2 separate regions of the Sus scrofa genome follow, and region 1 is linked to region 2. A link is a contact called in public Hi-C data. All regions are on one chromosome and are shown on one strand. Each heading gives the region's core, a stretch centred on a gene start, on an enhancer-like site or on the middle of the called end of the contact. The rest is flanking DNA. Distances are from core to core; before and after follow the strand shown. Region 1 holds the start of IER5 (immediate early response 5). Region 2 holds the start of XPR1 (xenotropic and polytropic retrovirus receptor 1).

Region 1 (2,972 bases), core at 248-2,747, 400 kb before region 2:
GGGGACAAAATAGTCTCAACTCAACAAGACAAAGTGACATACACAGACACAAAAGTCCACGATCGTCCTCTTCCAATAAGCCCCGTACTCCCGAGTCTCAAAAGCAGACCCGGGAGGCACGGCCCAGCCGGCCGCCAAGCTCAAGGGCAGTCTGTGCCGCCCGGCGGCACCCGATTTCCCCCTCGCGCTCGGCGCCGACCGTCTCGGGGGCGTCCTCGCAGCCGGGAGGGGCCCAGCCCTCTCGTCGGGACGCCCGCTGCTCAACCTCCTTCCCGGACGGAGACCCCGGGGGCTCAGAAGGCTACGATGGCAGTGCTCCAAGGGTTAATGTCTCTCAGCACCGGCTTATCGCAGCAGATCTGCCCGGGCTCGGCGGTTTCCGGACCGCTCTCCTCTCCCTCCGCTTCCTCCCGGCCGCCCCCGGGGCTTTTCCGTAAGAGTCCTGAGAAGCTGGAACCGAAGATGCTAATGAGGTTGGCCACGTTACCGGTCTCCATCTCCTCCGCCTCCTCTTCCTCCTCCGCGGCCGCCCCGCCCGCCTGTTCCTCTAAGTTCCGGCGGGGTTTCTTGAGCGGGGTCGAGCCGGGCACCGGGCAGCCCGCCGGGCCGCCGCCCACCCCCGCCGCGCCGCGCTTCCTGGGGCAGAGGGGGGGAGGCGCGGGAGGCTCGTCCCCGGCCGGACGCGGCGCGCGGCAGCCGTCCACGCGGGGGTTAGCGCTCGGCGTGTCCTCGTCCCCCGGGGGACAGCCGCAGGGGTGGCGTGCTGCCCGGGGCCCCGCGGGGAAGACGTCCGAGGCTCCAGCAGGGCCCCCGGCCCCTACGACCGCTGTGTCTCGCGGTCCCTCCACGCGGCGCCAGGCAGCTTCCGCCGCCTCCGCCTCTCGGCCCTGAAGAGTGTCCCCGGCGCCCGGCTCCGTGGCAGCGGGCTCCGCGTCATCCGCCCGTGGCACTTCTGGGACGGCAGGGCGCTCCGGCTGCGGCTCAGGCTCTGGCCAGGCGGCTCGGGCAGCCGGCGGGGGCGGCTCCCCCCAGCCCGCGGGTGGCCCGGCTGCCGGCTCCCCGGGCTGCTGCGGCGGCGCCGGGACCCCGGGGTGGCCGGTCAGGTAGAGGCCGGGGCACGGGTCGCTCAGGTAGACCTGGCGGGCACTGCGGAGCACCAGCGAGACCAGCAGGTTCTTGTGCAGCTTGATGCCGCCGCGCTGGACCCGCGAGTTGTAGATCTTGCCCAGGGAGATGCTGACGATGCGGTGAGCCTCCAGCTTGAACTCCATCCTGCCTCCCCTTTCCCAGGGCTGGCGCGGGGGTGAGGGGGTGAACCCTAGCCCACGTTCCGAAGCTGAGACGGAAACGAGAGGCGTCAACAAGTTCGTCGCCTCTGGGGTTGACCCTCGATTTCTTCTGACTCCGAAGAGAAACGACTCTGGCAACACACTCTCTCTTGCTCCCGCGCCCTCCCCACTACAGACCAGCAGCCAGTCTCGGGTCCGGTCGCTAACTGAGGGCCTCCCGGCCGCCAGGCGCCTTATAAAGGCGCCTCGATAGCCAATCGCGAAGGGCCGCCAACCGTTCCGGGGCCGGTCGGCGCGCCCTCGTGCGCCGCGCGCGGCCAATCGGAGACCGAGGAGGGGCGCGGGGGCCATTCGAACGTTAGTCCCGCGGAGCAGGCTCTTAAAGGGGGCGACGCGCGCCACTCGCCCACCGCCTAGTCCAGGCCAGTTCTCTGAGCGTGGTTGACGGAGAGCAGGGGGAGTTCTTGGTTCGTCAAGATTCTGGCTTGTGTGCTGCTCGCCAGAACCAAGGCGAACTAACCTTTCAGACTTTCATCTGAGTATGGCGGTGGACTTTGCTCTGCTTCCCTAATCAGCCGGATCCTTCCCTGATCAGCCCTCCTCCCTCTCCCGCCACTGTTTCCTAGGCGGCACACACCTGTAAGCTACCCGGCAGAAATGCGACGACGGCAAAACGCGGCAAAGGATACCCTTATACTAATAGCGTTACTACAAGACATTAATTTTGGGTAAGTCCCCTGCCTCCAAGAGGCACATGCATTCTTGAGCACTTGTCAATTTAGGCTCTGAAGACAGAAAAGGGGGGTTCTAAAAGTTACAGGAGTTCCAGTCGTGTCTCAGCAGTAACGAACCGAACTAGTATCCATGAAGAGGAAGTTCGATCCCTGGCCACGGTCAGTGGGTTAGGATCCAGCGTTGTCATGAGCTGTGGTGTAGATTGCAAACGCGGCTGGGATCTGGAGTCGCTATGGCCGTGGGGTAGGCCGGCAGCTGTAGCTCCAATTTAACCCCTAGCCTGGAAACTTCCATATGCCGCAGGTGCGGCCCTCAAAAGCAAAGATAAATAAATTAAATAAATAAGAAAATAAAAGTCCCCAAATTTCTGACTTCTTATCAAGGCTTTGTGTCTAGGAACAAAGTTTTTGGTTCTCCACTAAAGCTAGCCTACCACTTTGTTCTTTAGATTCTAGAACCAACACAGTTGTTACATCAGTTGAAAATAAAAATAGTACAAGTTCTGCACAATGATTTTTCCTGAACAGGAGGACTGACAAAGTCCACCCTTGGAAAAATCTAACAAGTTCTAAAAATACAAATAGAGAAGTCCTGTGTTCCCAACATGATGTCATTATTTTATTTTGTGTCAAGGTAAAACTATAGGGGAAGAGTGTTCTGGAATTTTCTGGTCAGTCAACAACTTACACCACAGGATTGTCCAGGGTCCTAGACTGGGTTCCTGGAGAGTCAGTTAAAGTTAGTCCCACCAAAACTCCACCACAGACCTGACCTGCCTGAGGACTCTGGGTAAATAACCTCAGGATCCTTTAGTTTCTCCAGTTCTGAAAAGGAGACATTACATACACAATCTGCTCTATTATGCAGTGTCTTCTGATAAAAGACAACTCGCAGCCACAATCTGAATCATAAAACTAAACAGATTAGAGTTTTCTTGGAGTCCATGTG
Region 2 (2,985 bases), core at 399-2,898:
TAATAATTTTCGGGCTTTCATTTCTGGCAATAATCAAATACTGTATGTTACAAGGTGAATTTATTTTACAAGGTTCTTCAAGGTTTTGTTTAACCTACTTAACAATCCCTTTCCCTGTCTTCTTCAATTATTACAACTGTTATATGAATAAACTATTGCCTAAACACCTATCAATGAACTTAAAATAGAAATTAAATAGAGAACCAAAATATTTTAATTCATAAAACCTAGCTAGAATATTTGTGTTCATATTGATTTTATACTCTTTGTTCCTGCACATAACATAGATGTGAATTCCTGGAGGTTACAGATAAGTCTTTCTCTATCCAGGAGCTGAACTGCCAGTTAAGGAAAATAACCTAGTGCAATGCTTAAAGCCCTTCAGGTATCTTGGCTTCTGAATCCCTAAATGGGCTCACCACCTTTACTCTTCCTTTTATTAATGCAAGGTTCCTTATCACTATCTATTAAATACACTCCAAGAGCTGTTATTACAGAAATTAAGGGTGAGACGGGCCATGATTTCTGTAATACACAGGTATGTTTTCAAACTACATTGTTTACAATGTAGTACTTTTCTCCCTAGATAACAAAAAATTTAGGAAAGAAAATGTGAAAATTGTAAATAATTCCCTTCTCTTTCTTCCTTCCACTTCCCCCTTCATCCCAAAACAAGAGAAGAGCCAAAAACAAAGATAAGGATGTTTTATATACTTTGTATACTTTATGCAATCAGTGAAAAGACAAGTCAGCCTCATCAAAACAAAATAGCTGATTACGGTACGTGTGCATAGTGTAACCACTGCATGTGTAATACACATTTAAATCAAGTTTCAACCCTGTTACAAAGCCTTTGTCAACAGCGGGCAAGTGAAGAAAAGCTGAAGGGCTCCGTGGAATGAAGGAAATCACTGGAGGGGCTTATCTCGGAAGAGGATTCCTCGGTGAGAGGTGAGCAGAGAGAAACAAGACCTAACCTTGGCGAGGGGGCGCTCGCCCAGGGTGGGGACGCGAGGTTAGGGTGAGCGGGAGGAGGGGATTAGCGCGAAACCGCCGCGACCCCGGGGCTGCCCTCACACCCCGACTCCTCCACCTGCGGCTCGCCCTCCCACCGCCATTCCCCAGCCCCGGCCGGCTGTGCCTTCCCTCCCGGCCCGCCGCCCGCATATCCGTTACCCCGGCGGCAGCGGGGCTGCGGGGGAGGGGAAGGTCAGCGGGGCCCAGAGGGGGCCGGCCGCGGCGGGGATGCCGCAGTGGCTCCCCGCCGCACCGGGTCAAAGTCCGCCCGGGCGCGGGGAGGCAGCAGGAGCCGAAGGCGGCGGTGGAGGTCAGGACTGGGGAGATGGTGGCCCCTCAGAGTCCTCCCACTCCCCGGCCGCTGCCGGTACCTCATACTGGATGTATTGCTTCCTCCACTCAGGAGTGATGTGCGCGGAGAGGTGCTCGGCGAACTTCATCCTGCCGTCTCCCCCTCACTCCCACTCGGGTCCAGCAGTTACTGGCGGCGGCGGCAACAGCGACTCCGACTCCTCCCCACATGGGCCCCGGCGCGGCGCGGCGCTGCGCTTCTCTCCTCCTCCGCCGCCGCCGAGGTCTCCTCAGAGCCGCCCTCCCGCCATCTTCCTCCTCCTCTCCATAGCCCCGCCCCTCCCCGCCCCGCCCTCTATACGTCATCGCCATGGTAACCGCCTACGCCGCACCGTCGAAAAGGGCGGGGTAACGGGCGGTATTTTAGTATATTCCTTATAGCTCCGCCCCTCTGGGCCGGACGTGCCGAAGGCACCTCCCCTGACCTCTTCCGTCTGGTTCTTGTTGGCCTTACAGCTGCGCTCCTAACGCTTGCCTGGGAAGCTGTGGTGTTATTGCAATTAATATTAATACTGTAGCAACAATACTCCACAGAAGTTTATATTTGCAAAGATTTGTGCAAATATTTTTTCTTTTTAATATTTATTCTTCGTAAAACCCTTAAGGATGGCTCAACATTAATTCAAATTAAAAGCAGACTAAATAGGAGTTCCCTTCTTGGCGCAGCCGGAACGAATCCAACTACGAACCATGAGGTTGTAGGTTCCATCCCTGGCCTCGCTCAGTAGGTTAAGGATCTGGCCTTCTCGTGAGCTGTGGTGTAGGTTGCAGACTCTGCTCAGATCTGGCCTTGCTGTGGCTGTCTGTAGGCCTGTGGCTACAGCTCCAGTTGGACCCCTAGCATGGGAACTTCCTTATGCCGCGGGTGCGGACCTAAAAAAAAAAAAAAAAAAAAAAGACAAAAACAGACTAAATAGTTAAGGGCCATATGTATTTAAAGGAAGCTTATTTTACACGCTCTAGGTGCTGGATAAATGCTTGTTGAATTTACTTAAAGATATCAGTGCCAAAAATTGCATGCTGCTTCTGAATTTCAATGTAATTGTCTAGCCCCAGGGCTCCCAGAAAGGCCAACCACAACACCTGGACTCAAAATAGGACTGGGGTATCAACTGGACTTGTGGCTAAGCTTCGTGGGGATTAGGAGTGAGGTTTGAGAGGGAAACCAATGCTGGGAGGAAAGAGAATCCTCTTGAAGTACAGTAGGAACCCCACCTCCAAGGAGATCAAAAAAGGGGTCCAGCATCCAGGCTGACTCTTCTCAGGGAGCATAGAGAACAGATCACTCACACAGCTGGCACTATTTGAGTATGGGAGCAATTGTCCTGGATTTTGGACAGAAATCAAGGTCTTTCCCTGAGTGGAGGAGCCCTGAATAATAATTTATTAAGCACTTACTGTCCGTGGAACAAAAATTATTTTAAATCGAAGCAAAGTACTTTGTCCTTTAATTCTCACAATTTTGGTGAGATCCAAAGATTAAGTGGCTACTATGACTGGGACAGTGTTCTGTGATAACAGTATCTACTGTTGGTTTGGGTTTTTTGGGTTTTTTTCTCTATGTATTTTTCCCCTTTCCTCTTCCTCTTAAATCATGTCAGTAGGGATACTAGAATT

The links. A called contact is a pair of places that touch in the nucleus more often than the background predicts.
Region 1: a Hi-C map of embryonic fibroblasts shows a contact between it and region 2, with 2.1 times the contacts expected there. The contact joins the promoter of IER5 here to the promoter of XPR1 in region 2. A contact is called at or near these places in 1 of 47 Hi-C or Micro-C datasets (embryonic fibroblasts) and 1 of 2 datasets of contacts at active chromatin or transcription factors (alveolar macrophages).

The regions. Positions count from the first base shown.
Region 1 is chr9:122,632,306-122,635,277 of Sscrofa11.1, reverse strand. IER5 (immediate early response 5) reads right to left here and starts at 1,497. Exons shown (of 1, transcript NM_001258436.1): 1 at 1-1,497. The coding sequence starts at 1,271. The coding sequence ends at 294.
Region 2 is chr9:122,236,617-122,239,601 of Sscrofa11.1, reverse strand. XPR1 (xenotropic and polytropic retrovirus receptor 1) reads right to left here and starts at 1,648. Exons shown (of 15, transcript XM_003130352.6): 1 at 1,389-1,648. The coding sequence starts at 1,457.